Regions from separate parts of the Sus scrofa genome. Here regions 2 and 3 are each linked to region 1. Evidence: chromatin contacts called from public Hi-C and promoter capture Hi-C data. All regions are on one chromosome and are shown on one strand. The core of a region is the stretch at or near the end of the contact, and the rest is flanking DNA. Distances in the headings are between cores, read along the strand shown. Region 1 holds the start of METAP1D (methionine aminopeptidase 1D, mitochondrial). Region 2 holds the start of DLX2 (homeobox protein DLX-2). Region 3 holds the start of DLX1 (homeobox protein DLX-1).

Evidence for each region. Promoter capture Hi-C pulls out the DNA fragments that hold promoters and counts their contacts. Hi-C and Micro-C count contacts between places; a contact is called where the count stands out from the background.
Region 2: a contact with region 1 is called in a Hi-C map of liver, with 2.6 times the contacts expected there. The contact joins the promoter of DLX2 here to the promoter of METAP1D in region 1. A contact is called at or near these places in 1 of 5 promoter capture datasets (liver) and 5 of 47 Hi-C or Micro-C datasets (brain, embryonic fibroblasts, liver and 1 more).
Region 3: a contact with region 1 is called in a promoter capture Hi-C map of fetal skeletal muscle, with 3 times the contacts expected there. The contact joins the promoter of DLX1 here to the promoter of METAP1D in region 1. A contact is called at or near these places in 2 of 5 promoter capture datasets (fetal skeletal muscle and liver) and 4 of 47 Hi-C or Micro-C datasets (brain, embryonic fibroblasts and heart right ventricle).

What each region holds. Positions count from the first base shown.
Region 1 is chr15:78,093,985-78,098,819 of Sscrofa11.1, reverse strand. METAP1D (methionine aminopeptidase 1D, mitochondrial) reads right to left here and starts at 2,119. Exons shown (of 10, transcript XM_021075524.1): 1 at 339-2,119. The coding sequence starts at 378.
Region 2 is chr15:78,202,413-78,207,247 of Sscrofa11.1, reverse strand. DLX2 (homeobox protein DLX-2) reads left to right here and starts at 2,984. Exons shown (of 3, transcript XM_003133477.4): 1 at 2,984-3,731; 2 at 4,227-4,411. The coding sequence starts at 3,335.
Region 3 is chr15:78,184,250-78,189,084 of Sscrofa11.1, reverse strand. It overlaps DLX1 (homeobox protein DLX-1), which reads right to left and starts at 2,389. Exons shown (of 3, transcript XM_013984283.2): 1 at 1,594-2,389; 2 at 734-933. The coding sequence starts at 1,906.

The DNA of each region.
Region 1 (4,835 bases), core at 870-3,369:
CTAGGTTCATCGCTCCGTAGCCGGAATAAATAAATTCGTTATGCTAATTACAGATCTGATGTGGGAGAAGAAAACTTCAGAAAATATCCCATAAATCTCAAGGAGGGACTGCGAATAGATGCCACGCACTGCCGTGGTCTAGGCGAGTGACAAATGAACACAGGTGGGTTTGTTTCTGTGGCAAAGTGTCTTCGTGTGTGCCTACATGTGTCCGTAGAACTGAAAGCATATTTGTGTGCGCGGAGGTGTCTGATCGCGGACGTGTATCCCTTGTTCCCGACTGGGGAGCGAGTGAGCGACCGTAAACACCCCCACCCGGCTGTCCTTCAGGTGCTTACCTCTTCGGACGAGCAGGTGGACGCCGCTGGGCGCCGCCATGTTGGCGTCAGTCACGTGGCCGAGAGCTCTCGCTCCTAGCCCCGCCCCGCTGGTTGGAGCCTTCCAGTCGCGCAGCCCTGCCGAAGACCTGAGGCGACGAGGCCGCCTGAGGGGAGCGCGCGTGCGCGCCGGGGGCTGACTGCAGGCGTCCCGGCGGCAGAGCGGCTCTGGCACCGGGGCCAGTAGGGAAACCCTCGGCCGGCCGAGCCTGCTCCGGCCGCGAGAGGCGGGCTCCAGCCGCGGTTTGCGCGCTCGCTCTGAGCCCCCGCGCCCAGGTAGGATGGAAGAAGCCTGTCAGGTAAGCGTGGTACCCAATATTTGTAGCATCAACATTTTGGTGCATGGAAACATAAAGTTGGGAGGAAAAAAAATAAAGCACAATCTAGCGTTCAACCTAGCACTTTGCATCGTCTGCCACTTTGTTGCAAATTATTTCCCTGGATTTTAGGTGAAAGGTAAAATTTGGTTCAAAGTCACCAGCTGCCCCTTTGCTGTCCCAGAAACGTAGGTTACTCAGCGGAGACAACAGACAAGACAGGATCCGTGTGCAGCTGCAAAATCTATTCTGGGTACCACAGCGGGTATACAGGAGACTTTTCTTTCCCCAAGGACACCTCTCGTTCAGAGGTATTAGCTGGAGCCTTAATCCTAAATTTGACTCTTAAGAATGACAGGATGACGTCTGCCAATTGCGCTGCCAAAAGATGAAGCCTGCAGAAGGCCAGTTATGAATCAAGTGAGGGAGCTGATGTATTCCTAGTGATGATGGTGCCCATTTTTACCAAATTCACTGTTCCTTTTATATGAATTCTGGGGCAGATTTCCATCCTGTCATGGACCTGATATTATTCATCTTGGTGGCCTGGTACCCAGCAAAGAGCCTGATAGTCAAGGAATGTCTGGTGAATTGCACTCTCCATGGACCCAGTCAAACCGAGAATGTAAGAGTTTCCCAGACTGTTAAATGCAGTAAAGATTAATAAGGATTCTTGGTGAATGTGTATGATGTCTCCTAATTATTTTTTAAGAATTTAACTATACATTCAGTGAAAAACCCAGACAGTTCAGAAATGAGTAAAGAAAAAAGTGTAAGACCCCTTTCTCACCCTCTCTACACACCACAAATCTCACTCTTGAGTCAAGCACTATGCTTTTTACAAATTCCATGCTTTTTACAAATATATGTAAATATTTTAAATGGAATCACATATACTTACTTTTACAACTTTTTCCATAAAATCTTAGCACACTATGCTGGAGCTCATTCTTTTTTATGAGTACAGAGTCCTGATATTTTTACTTTAAAAAAAAAAAGAAGTTTTTTGCCACACCTGCAGCATATGGAAGTTCCTGGCCCAGGGATCACACCTGTGCCACATCAGTGACAATGCTGGATCCTTAACCCACTGAGCCACCAGGGAACTCCCTGTGTTTCTTTTAAAGAGGGTGAATTCGGGTAGTTCATTAAAGGACACATCTGTACTTCTTGGAGATCTGGTTTTATATGCTTTTGGGTCACCCTGAAAAATAAAGAGAAAAAACGTTTTCCACTGAGGTAAAGATGTACAAGAATGAGAATGAAATGTACTCTTTAGAGTAACTTCAAGCCCCATCTTTTTCAAACACAGATCAATTCCAAGGAGAGAGTTTTTGAACATGGTAAATCTGCCCTCTGTGTAACTGAAGCCAGCAATCTATAGGAAAAGAGCCCAATAGTTAGCAGAGCACCAAGTATCAGGAGGTGTACCGAAAAAAAAAAAAAAAAAAAAAAAAAACCCAGAATCCTTAGAGAAACATCAGAAGGCATTAAGCCCAATTTCAGACACATCTGAAATAGAACACACATTCATGTGATTCAACTCAGCCAATCTCTGGAAAACAAATGCACAATTTATTCCCCTGCAAGTAGAAGGAAAAGGAAACACTATGAGAACTCAGATGGCACCACCATAGTGGAATCCATTGAGGAAATCCCCAATAAATTCAGCATAGAATGTGGAGAAGCTGGATGAGCTTGAGATGAACTTGCACAAGTGATAGCTTGTCCACTGATACTTGATTTAGCTTCTTTCATCACATCCATCTGATGTTAGATTAAAAACTGGAATTCTCGGAGTTCCTCTGTGGCCCAGTGGGTTAAGGATCCAGTGTTGTCACTGCTGTGGCTTGGGTTGGTGCTATGGTGCAGGTTTGATCCTTGGCCCAGTAACTTCCACATGTTGTGGGCTTGGCCAAAAAAAAAAAAAAAAATACTGCTACTCAGCCATAAAAAAGCCATGAAATAATGTCATTTGCAGCAACATGGATGGACCTAGAGATTATCATACTCTTATCTCTTCTGACAGAAAGACAAATACCACATGGTATCACTTATATGTGGAATCTAAAATATGACACAAATGAACTTATTTCCAAAACAGAAACAGACTCATAGACATAGAAAACAAACTTACGGTTGCCAAAGGGGAAAGGGTGAGGGAGGGATAAATTGGGAGTTTGGGATTAGCAGATACAAACTACTGTATATAAAATGAAAAACAAGATCCTACTGTATAGCACAGGAAACTATGTTCAATATTTTTAATGAACCATAGTGGAAAGAATCTCAAAAAGAATGTGTATTCCTTCTTGAACTGGCTTCTCAGTTTTACTATCTGAATCAGAAAAACAATCTTTTGATTTCATTTCAGGATTGTTTCTTAGCATTTTATTCTATGGCTTTAGAAGAATAGTTCCATTCCTGCCCTCCAATGTGTTCACTTTTACCATGAGGAAATACTTGTATTTATTTACTTTTTTTTTTTTTTTGGCTGCACCTGTGGCATATGGAAGTTCCCAGGCTAGAGATTGAATCCAAGCTGCAGCAGTGTCAGATCCTTAACCCACTGCACCACAGTGGGAATTCCTGTTTACATTTTTTAAGTCAAATGAACATTCTTTCCAAGAACACAGAGTCCTGCATAAACATAATCTGCACATATAACAGGAACCTGTCTAAATAGCTGACTGGACCCCTGTAAAGTTAGGGTCCAGCTTCAAATGATTATGTTCAGGCAGAAAGTTTCTAGAACACTCTTTTAGCCAACTTGCTGGCAGAATATTGTTTCCCGTACCAATCGCTTGAGAGTATGCTGGATATGTTACTGCATAATCCAGGGGGACCCTTAGACAAAATGTATAAATGTTCTTTTTTTTTTTTTTTTTGGAAAAGTAATGTCATATTTAAGGCAGTTGTGAAAAATGAAGGGGCTTTCTCCTTGCCACGTGTGCCCTCTTCCTTCGTCTCTAGCAGTGGCAAGAAAAAGCCAGGAAGCAAGGGAGAGGGCCTCCTGGCCCTCCCATTTTTGATTTGTATAATGTCATTTTCTGGGCCATGTAACTTCTAGGCAAATGAAACTAAGTCCCACCCCCTTCTAATAAGATTGCCCTCCCATGGAGTTCCCGTCATGGCTCAGTGGTTAACAAATCTGGCTAAGAACCATGAGGTGGCGGGTTTGATCCCTGGCCTCACTCAGTGGGTTAAGGATCTGTTGTTGCCTTGAACTGTGGTGTAGGTCGCAGACGAAGCTCGGCTCCCGCATTGCTGTGGCTGTGGTGTAGGCCGCTGGCTACAGCTCCAATTCGACCCTGCCTGGGAACCTCCATATGCCCTGGGTGCAGCCCTAGGGAAAAAAAAAAAAAAAAAAAAAAGATTGCCCTCCCTGAGCCCCTTCTACCTTGAAATTCTGAAGATTTTGTGGATCTATAGCCATTTGTAGGCCTAATCCAAGTGGACTCAGTAAATAACATGCTGCCCCTCCTGAGCAGCCTGTCAGTGTAATTAAGCAGAGGAGAATGGGACCAGATAGGGCTAACTTAGCTATAGGGTAAGACCAAACTTTGTTCCAAGGGAGTTTTGTTGCTCTCAGGCCCCTAGTCTGGACTGCATTCATTTCAAGCCTGTCCAGCCTCTTGATTTGAAAGATATTATAGACTTGTAAGCAGAAACAGTGCCTCAGCATACCAGCCTATCCATTGTTGGAGCAGCAGCCCACCTGGTATGGTGGCCTCGGCCAAGGAGAGGAGGTAGTAGAGGCTATAAGGAAGAGGGTGAGGGTGGTCTCAGACCTCACTCATTGATATATCTGAGTTTTTTCTTTTTTTTTTACTTTTTAAAATTGAGGTATAGCTGATTTATATTTTTTACTTTTTAAAATTGAGGTATAGTTACAAGTATACAACATGGTGATCCTAATTTTTTACAGATTATACACCATTTATAGTTATAAAATATTGGCTATATTCCCTGTGCTGAACAATAGATCCTTGTAGCTTATTTATTTAATACACAGTAATTTGTACCTCTTAATCCTCTACCTCTGTCTTGCCCCTCCTCTTTCCCTCTCCCTAATGGTAACCACTAGTTTATTTTCTATATCCTCGAGTCTGTTTCATTTTTGTTATATTTACTAGTTTGT
Region 2 (4,835 bases), core at 1,735-4,234, 110 kb before region 1:
TGTCCCCACTGTGCACAAATGGCACTCTGGCCCTCAGCCTACGCTCCCTGCTGGCAGGGGGCATCTTCTCTCCCACCGTACCCCCTCCCCAGGCGGCTTTCTGTGAGGTGGGGGGCTCCAACAGTCCAGCACAGGCTCTCTCCGTGGAGCCAAAGAAAGTCTCCCGGATGGCAGGGGCCTGAAAGGAAGACACAGCAGACCTGTTCTCCAGACTTGCTTGCTGTCTGCAGGAGACTGGCAGCTGTTCAACCAAGGCTTGCAGTAAATACCTTGTGGTTTGCACTATATCAACAGAGATAGGAAGGGTACCTAACTCAAAGGAAGTCATTTCTACCCTGGAGCCTCAGTGTCCATCTTTACAATGGGAACAATAATTCCGTCCTTGCCTGCAAGGGTTCTCACAAGGTTCCCAAGGGAGGCAGGCGATGGTGAGACTCTTTGACCAAAGTGCCTTCCAGACAACCTGGTGGGCATGGGATCCAAAGTGGAAAGGTCTCAGCGATAGTGTTAGATCATATATGATTAGAGCAGAGACACTGAGCCCCTCCCTCTTCTCCCATCCTCCTTCGGGTCCCTTCAGTGTTAAATAAACAAATAATAAGCAAGCCAGCCCAGGCAGAGAGAGAAAACCCGAAAGCAGAGCAGAAAAGGAGAGTGCCCTGAGGCCGAACAGGAATTTTGGCTGCAGGGATCCATCTCCATTCCCCCAAACGCTGTCTGAGCCCCGCTAAACCCCTCTCTGATCACTGTGGAGAGAAGCATAACTGCTCTGAACTGCAGACAAGAGTGTAGATTCTCTACTGCTGTCTCCCTGACTTTAGACCAAAGTGAAGAAGTCATGTGAATAGTGTGATGCAATGATCAGATAATTTAGGCAAACCCAGATTTGTGTCCAGATTATCAGAATTAATGTCTCAAGTCTTTTCTTGATTCTTCAAGTGCAGTTGTAAATTCTGCCTCTCTCTCTCTTTGTTCATTGCCTCTGGTCTTTTCTCCCACATGCACACAGTTCCTTGCTGTCCAGTTAATGGGGGCCTGGGGTCATAGTTCCTTCAAGGAAGGGGCTATTTTCCAGATCTCCGCTGACCTGGACTTTAGGCTATTAATGCAGGTTGTCATAGATAATAAAACAACACACTTGCCACCATGAATAGATCTGGAAGACATGTCTGGGGTGGGAAGAGAGGAACAGAGGAAAGAGAGAAGGCAAGACTACAGAAATTAGATCTTTTATATTTCACTTTCACGGGGAAAACAAGTTTCAAACTCAGGTCAAAACAGCTACCACTGTGGTGACAGAAAAACTTGGAATTTGGTGTCAAGACACCAAAAGGCAATCCTGATTAAATATCAAGAGGTTAACTTTGTGACTGGAGCCCACAAAGCAGCAGGCTATATGTCCCATGGCGGTGAGCCCCATCTCCCAAAGCTTTCTATCTAGCTCAGCCCTCTTCATCCAGGGGCATTTTGAAACCAAAAGGAAGACTAAGAACTAAATCTGGAAGATTTGAAGGTGGATTACCACCTCACTATTCTGCAGAGAGTGTTCTGTGTGGATGCTGGAGTTTTAATTACACACTTGCTTTTTCTGGGGAAGAAAACCAAAGATGATATTTTTCAAAGTATCAACTTGTTTTCCATTAGGCAGTTGTTGTAACAAGTTCTTTCAGCAAAATGTTATGTCTTTAGAAAGGGGTGCTTCAGATGGTGCGCACTAGCACAATTTTGTGGCTTTTAATTACTATTTTGTTCTTTTGGGGTGTTTCAAAGACTGGCGCCTAGGCGTGATTAAACCGTCTACTGGTCCCGCCGCAACCACAAACACCTCCACCAGGTGGCGCCACAAGGCAGGAACTGCGGAGTTCAGTAAAGTCGAGAGTTCTTCCACTCTGGGCCATGATTCCCAATCACCAGGTAATAGAGATAGAGAGGAGGTCGACACTTGAGACTTAAAAGAGGAAATTGCGATGATAGGGCAAAACATGGTCCTAAAGTGAAAAAATTGTAAAAACAGGGTTAAGTGCGAGAGATAAAACTTTTCTATTTGTTTCTGTAAACGTACCAAGTTTTGTAGCATCGAGATGACTCTCTCACTGAAAAATTATCCCATTTCCTTTTTCGTAAAAACGTGGAATTATAAAGTTAGAATGTACTTTGAAGGCCATCTGGTCAGTTTAGTCTAGCTTTCCTATAGAGGAAATCCTCAGGATCGTTTTATCAGTTGTCAATTAGCCACCAGATACACGTAATTACTCTGAGTCTCTGCATGTCAGAAAAGTACAAGGGAAAACGGTTTCAAATATATCATTAGCAATAACCTTAATAATAAGAGCAACCTTTGAATTTATATAGCTTTTCTCTCAAACGACAAGGAAAATAGTTTAAATAGTATCGAATTAATTGTCCTAATATCTCTGTGGGTCGGTTAGGAAGCAGGTATTATCCGTAGTTTATGGATAATTTAAATCAAATCAATTGGCTGGAGTGCAGAGTGGCTGAAAATAGTAAACACCAGACCCTTTGAGGAAAAGCGGAGCTAGAGCTGGCTGGGCTTTCGACACTGCTTTCCTTTAATTAATGTTGGAAAGCTGACCTCGGACATGAAGGTACGAATCACTGGAATTGGTTGGCACTTGTACGCAGAATGGAATGGGAGACCCCAATTTCCTCTTCCTCTGAGGCGAAATGCCGGTCTCCATCTTCACGCCTTATGACCTCCTGAAGCTGGCCACCCTGACTCCCCACCGCCCCCACTCCACTCCTCGCCCAGTAAGTCATATTCAGCAGCCGCCAGTCTGCACCCAAGACCAAGGCAGCAGCAGCGCCCGCACAGTGACACTGCCCCCCCCCCGTCGGGTGTTCCTGGGCGCCCTTAGATTCGCGGCCCGGCGCTTTCGATTGGCTGTTGCTAGGTGACGTCGCCTGAGCTCACGTGACGAGTGTTAAATGCCCACCCTGCAGGAGCCCGCCCCGCAGACAATCGTAAAGCAGCTCCCGGCAGCTCACCTGCTCCCACCTCCCGGAGCCCTGGCCAGGCCCCGCCACCCCTGCCCCCTCCACTGCCCGCCCCCTGCCCGAGCCCGCGCGGGGCAAAGGACCGAGCGGCCCGAGAGGCGGAGAGAGGATGCGGCCCGCGGCAGCTGTCCAGAGCAGTGCACGGTGATCGCCTCCCCCGGAGGAGGAGTTGCCTAGACCATTGCTACATTTCTTGTTTTCCTCCCCCCTCCCCCACTGTAATTACATTGGCTGCTGGAGGGGACTGCGAGAGACGGAGGAGGCGCCTCACTACCCCCCTCGCGCCCGCCACCCCGGCTCTTTCCCGTCCCGGGCCAGGATGACTGGAGTCTTTGACAGTCTGGTGGCTGATATGCACTCGACCCAGATCACGGCCTCCAGCACGTACCACCAGCACCAGCAGCCCCCGAGCGGCGGCGGCGCTGGCCCCGGCGGCAGCAACGGCAGCAGCCTCCACAAGCCCCAGGAGTCGCCCACCCTCCCGGTGTCCACAGCTACCGACAGCAGCTATTACACCAACCAGCAACACCCAGCGGGCGGCGGAGGCGGCGGTGGGGGCTCACCCTACGCGCACATGGGTTCCTACCAGTACCACGCCAGCGGCCTCAACAACGTCCCTTATTCAGCCAAGAGTGGCTACGACCTGGGCTACACCGCCGCCTACACCTCCTACGCGCCCTACGGGACCAGTTCGTCCCCGGCCAACAACGAACCTGGTATGCGTGGTTGACATCTAGGGTGCAAAGTCGGTCTGGTTACTGGGATGGGTGGGATAAAAATGATTGGGGCAGGGGTCCATCCGGAGCCCTCGCCTTTCACTCTGCCGGCTCCCCGCTCGCCCCTCGCCCTTTACCTCCTCAACTTCCAGTCGGCCGAGGATCACTGGGTATGTCCCTCGGTACTCAGTTTGTGGGACCAGGTCGCCTCGGCGGCCGAATGGGTGCACTGTGCATGCCTCGGTAACCTCATTTCCTTACCACCTGCTGCTCTTTTCTCCCGCTTTTGCTCCCGTCCTCCCTTCCCTGGAGGAGCTAGCTCCCTGGTTTGGTGGCGGCATGGGTCCGCCCATGGCGAAGTTGTGCCTGAGCGCCGCAGAGCGTCCCCAAGAACCCGCCTCCCAGCTTAGGCCAGGTTCCACGCTCCCCTCCTGGCGGGCGGGAACTCCTGGGCTCCCCTGATCGCGCGGTTCTCATGATTCCGCTTCACTGCAGAGAAAGAGGACCTCGAGCCTGAAATCCGGATAGTAAACGGGAAGCCAAAGAAAGTCCGGAAACCTCGAACCATCTACTCCAGTTTCCAGCTGGCAGCTCTTCAGCGGCGTTTCCAAAAGACTCAATACCTGGCACTGCCCGAGCGAGCCGAGCTGGCGGCGTCTCTGGGCCTCACCCAGACTCAGGTGAGGGCTCGCGGCCTGGGAGGCACGAGGAGGGCGCTGGCCGGGGATGGCCGAGAAGCAGGCGGGTTCAAGACTGTGTCTTTAAAATATTTTTAGAAGTGATTTTAAGGATTTCGAGGCCGTGCGTGCCTTGGGCGGCCTAAACTTCTACACCGGAAGCTGAAATCCCCCAGGGGGCCACTTCGTGTGAGAAAAGGAAAGAACGAGGGTGGGCAGAAATCTCGCACCAAGCTGTCTTCCAGCGCACTACTGATTAAGCGGGTAAAACAATTGGCTCTACTGACCCTCTCCCGCTGTCACCACCCCCTCAGGGCACACACATCAGCCGTCTCGGGTTGTTTTGTTTTGTTTTGTTTTTTTGGAGTAGGAACCAACAGAGCCTCCGAGACGACGGCACGTGATCGGCTTACCTGCCTACGGTGGC
Region 3 (4,835 bases), core at 1,140-3,639, 90 kb before region 1:
TCTCAGCCATCATTTCTGGACTTGAGTGGGTTGCGGCCTGAGGAGGCCACAGGATTTTGTTAAACTTTTCATTTGGACTTAAATCAACCTTTCCTTAGTTAGCCTGTTTGCTCTGCCATCTCTGCTCCAAATCATCCCCCCCCACCTCAAGTTGGAAGCCTATGCCAGTCACGATCAGAACGCCAAGGGGTCCTGGGAATCTTAGAGAAACCAGGGAAGGAAGGTCCCATTTCTCCCCCAGGGTCTGGGATCTGGGATGTGAGAGGGCCGAGGAAAGGATTTCCCCCCACCCCCACCCCAGCCCAACACAGTGAGAAGGTGGAGGAGGAGGGAGACAGAGGCTCCGGCCCAGGCCACTAGTGCTTAGCCACACACTTTAAAGGCAAAGAAGGGATTAAGCCCAGAGTCTATTGTTCCAGTTGTTCGGGCACGTGTGACCTCAGAGTCCCCAAACAAAATGTCCAGGGAAATCCTTCCTGCGCCCTAATCAGATTGCTCAGGGCCGGGCTGCCGGCAGCACGGAGTAGAGTGCAGTGACTGAGCCAGGGCAGAGAGAACTATTGAGGAAGCAAAGGCGATGGGAGAGCCAGGGGTGGGACACACACGGACACACACGCACGCACGCACGCACGCACACGGACCCCTGAGGCACATAGAGCAAGAAATGGAACTCTGGGCGCAGGTGGGCCAAGGGAAGCCTGCTTGGCGCCACGGTGGGGCAGCGGCGAGGTACCTGCGTCTGCGTGAGTCCCAGGGAGGCCGCGAGCTCCGCCCTCTCGGGCAGAGCTAGGTACTGAGTTTGCTGGAACCTCCGGTTCAAAGCCTGCAACTGCAAACTGGAATAAATCGTCCTGGGTTTACGGATCTTTTTCCCCTTGCCATTGAAGCGCACTTCACCGCCTTCCACCACAGTGCTCTTCTCGGAGTCAGCCCCTGAAGGAACAGCAGATGTGGGGGCCGTTGTTAATGCAAAGGACCAACTTTAGTGCGTGGAGCTGATAGCAAGTGACAGCAGAGGGATGGCAGAGGCTGGGCCAGGAGTGAGAATGCTCAAGAAACTCTGAAAGTCAGGGAAGGGTTCCGCCAAGTCCAAAGGGCAGGCCCCTGGCCGCTGCAAGCGAACTGGGGCAGTTCACAGGCGCGCAACTCTTGCCTTTGCAGGAAAAGTTTGCAATTTTTGCAGGCGGTAGTTGAGGTTTAATTACCCTTAATTGCATACATTGTTTATAGCGCTACGCAATAAATAATTACCGAGACTAATACGTGCACATGTGGGTTTCTGTTTTCCAGCGGGGCATTGTGTTTTCCACGCATGGAGCCGCCCAGAGGCCCAGCCAGTGTCAGGGGACGCTCTCGGATTTATCCTTTGCTGGATAGTTGCAAGTTGGGTGGACATATTATATATTTTTAAAGTATCTTTGCTACGACAGGGATTGATACCCGAAACCTCCCTCTACTGCCTGGCGCCCTCCCCACCCCCATCCCATTTCTCTCTCTCCCCCTCTCTCTCTCTTTCTCTCTCTCTCTCTTCTCTCCCTCTTCCTCTCCCTCCCTCCCTTCCTGTCTCTTCCTCTCCCTGGCAGGCTCACGTACCTGGGTCCTCCAGGCGGCTCTGGGCGAGGCTGGCGCTGCCCGGGTAGGACTGCACCGAACTGATGTAGGGGCTGGACGCGTGGCTGCTGACCGAGTTGACGTAGGGGTAGCCCAGCGGTCGGGAGAAGGACGAGGCCGAGCTGTAGGCGCCGTCGGGCTGCGAATGGCCCGCCGAGTGTAAACAGTGCATGGAGTAGTGCCCGTGGGACATGGGAGAAGGAGACATTTGCTGGTTGGGCGGCCCAAACTCCATAAACACCGCCTTGCCCGACACGGGGCTGTTGAGACTTTCTGGCATGGTGGTCATGGTCATCTCTTCTCGCGGGGTCTAGGTGTGGGTCTCTCTCTCTCCTCTGCTTCCCTTTTTGGGGTCTCTGTGTTTCTCAGGACAGGAAGGAACCCAATTTAAGCGGAACAGGGGTTTTCACTTTCCATTCATAAGAAAATGGAGTTTGCCTCTTTGAAAAGTCTAAGCATGATGCTGCCGAGCTCCCCAAACTCGCTTCAAAGCTTTGACTCAGCCAAGGTCATAAATATTCATGAGCTGGCGGAGCTGATTGGTCCGCTGTCTTGCATAATCACCGGGGATTGGTCCGAGGCGCTCCGGCTCCGCTGGACTAGAGCGGGCGAGGCGGCTCGGCCTCGGGAGAGACGCATCCACACTTCCCGGCCGGGGCTCCTCTGCAACAGAGCGCGCCGCGTGGGGCGCACAATGGGCTGCGGCGCTCGCTCCGGGACCTACGCGGCCCGCGGCTCTTCAGCCTCCCACCTCCCCGGCGCCCCTTACTTCCCAGAAACCAAGCAGCGGCTCCGCTCTGCTGCCCTCCCCCTCCTACTGTCCCCACCCTTTGCCCGCCCCCACAACACCGGGGACCAGCGCACCGCTTCTCCTAGCCGCAGCTACCCAGTCCGGTGCTGAGCTAGGGCGGCTCTCGAGCCTTACTGCGGCCTCTGGAGCCCAGAGTCGCGCAATGGTTGCGCCGGAGGCGGTCAATAGAGCGCTGTCCTCCAGAGAGTCCTGTGCCTTGAGCAGCGCTCTCCTGGCGGCGCCTCCCCGACCTGGGTCCACTCTGCCACATCCCTGGGGGCGTGTTTGGGGCCCTCCGGGCGAACTCACTCACTCGGCCGCCGCGCCGCCGCCGCTCCCTGGGGCCCGCTCGCATTGCTCCAGGCCAAGCTGGCCACTCCAGCTCCAGGCTACACCGGTCTGATTAAAGCAGTGCGCGCGGAGCCAGGAACCCGCGCTTCTCCTCCCAGGAAAGACGGCCGTACCGCCCCCTCCCCCCAACCCACACCCCCCCTCTTTCCCTCCCAACCTTCCTCCGCCTCCCCCTCCCTTCTCCACTCCCTCTGAGCCAAGCGTCCGGCTCACTCGCCCCAAAGGCGCGGCGCAGAGTAGAGCCCAGGAGTTGGCGGGCTCAATTCTGCTTGGGCTGAGGACGCCAGGTGGTCATTTTCCGGCCTCCTGGGGTCTGGCGAGAGCACCCAGGGTGTAGGAGTCCTGGGGGACACCGAAACCCGCGGCAAAACCAGGCCAGTTGTAAGATCGAGTATCTGTGTGTAGACACGTCTCTCATTGTCGCCCAGGATCCTCCTCATCTCCAGGGGTCAAAGCGGGCGCCACTGGGCCTGGGGCAGGGCTGGTGAAGGCAAAAGCTGCCGCGGCGCCTTCTGTCTTCTGGGGCGCTAGGTACAGAAAAGCACACAAAAGCCCCCGCAGCCACCACAACACAACCACCCCCGTGAGGCGTGGCGCGCACCACGCTGGCTGTGAGGGGCTGTTGGTTCCCCATCCCGCCAGCCCCACGGTGAATCCCAAATTACTTTGTTAGGTAATTAGAAAGTGTTGATAATTATTTCTTTCATAATTTAGCGTGTGACGAGAACGGGGAAATGATCTTGTGAAAGTTCACACGTGCAGATGTATTAGTTACTGATTCATTTGATTAAATGGTAGTCTCAAGTGCTCAGATCCGCAGCTGAAGGCGCCCCATTAGCATAACACTGATGTTTAATTTTCATACGCATAATTAGCCATATATTTAACACTAATAGCAACATGCAGCCTTTCAGCGTTAAACAGCCCCGGATTTGATCTGGCCTGAGCTGAACCTTCGCCGAGGCACCTTCCCCTGTCTAGAGTGCGCAGTGATCACAGGACAAACCTCTGTAATCAAGCACATTTTGGCAGAGGGAACACCAATAAAAATGAACATTCAAAACAAATTACATCCGTGCTGTCGTTACAGATATCAACGGAAGGGGCTTCTCTTTTTTAACTTCTGTAGCAGCAGCTGCTGCCCGCGGAATTCCTCTCCTTTGGTTTAAGTGTACGATGTTGGGGGGTAGAAGTATTTCAGGCAGCAGTGGTTGGAGCAAAAAGAAAAACAAAAGCAAAGCAAATCAAAACAACCAATCCTCCAAACCAATAACGGGTTTGCCAACGTTTAAAAAGATTTTTCTTTCTTTCTTTCTTTTTTTTTTTTTTCCTTAATCACCGAACCACACGGTGAGGCTTTGTAGCAACAACCAGCTAATGACTCCGCCACCAGACAACTCCCGGAGCCGTTCCACTCCTCTTGATTGCCGTGTTGCACTTGTGGTTTTAATTGCTCTTTCCTAGCGCCTGTTTTGGGGTACGGAGTGCGGTGCGCCCTGCACAGCAGCAGATGCCGCCGGGGCCCCTGGTCTCCTCGCGGGCCCTGCCCACGTAAGTGATCGCTGCGACTGGCGCGGGGTCGGGGTTGGGACGGATGGAAGTAGGACTGGCGATTCTGGGTGCTCAGGGCAACGCGTGAGGAAACCCGACGGCTAGGCTGTCCAGGGCCAGTTTATTCCAGAGAACTGCAGAGCGGGGAAAAGGGGAGAGGCGGCCTCGGGTCGCGACGGTCTCCAGGGCTCTCGGCCATCCACATCTGGAAGGGGAAATCCAAGTCTTTCTCAGAGCAGGGGACAGGGCTGGCTTCAGGGAACAAAGGACCTGCAAGGGAAAAGGTTTCAGAGCTTATTTTACAAATTAATTATATCTGGGCGAGGGGGTGTCTACCGCTGGAATTATTTCTTAGCCCCAGAGAAACAAGTCCGGGGAGGAGTGGCTGAGCCGCGGCCCTCAGGCGCCAAGATGCCCGCCCTTGACTATCTTCTCAATGTGTGATCTTATCTCTAAGAGCCCCGGGTGGATCCCTCCCTACTCCCATCGCTAAGGCGACACCTGTTCTGAAATGCCGGTTTGCTTAGATCTT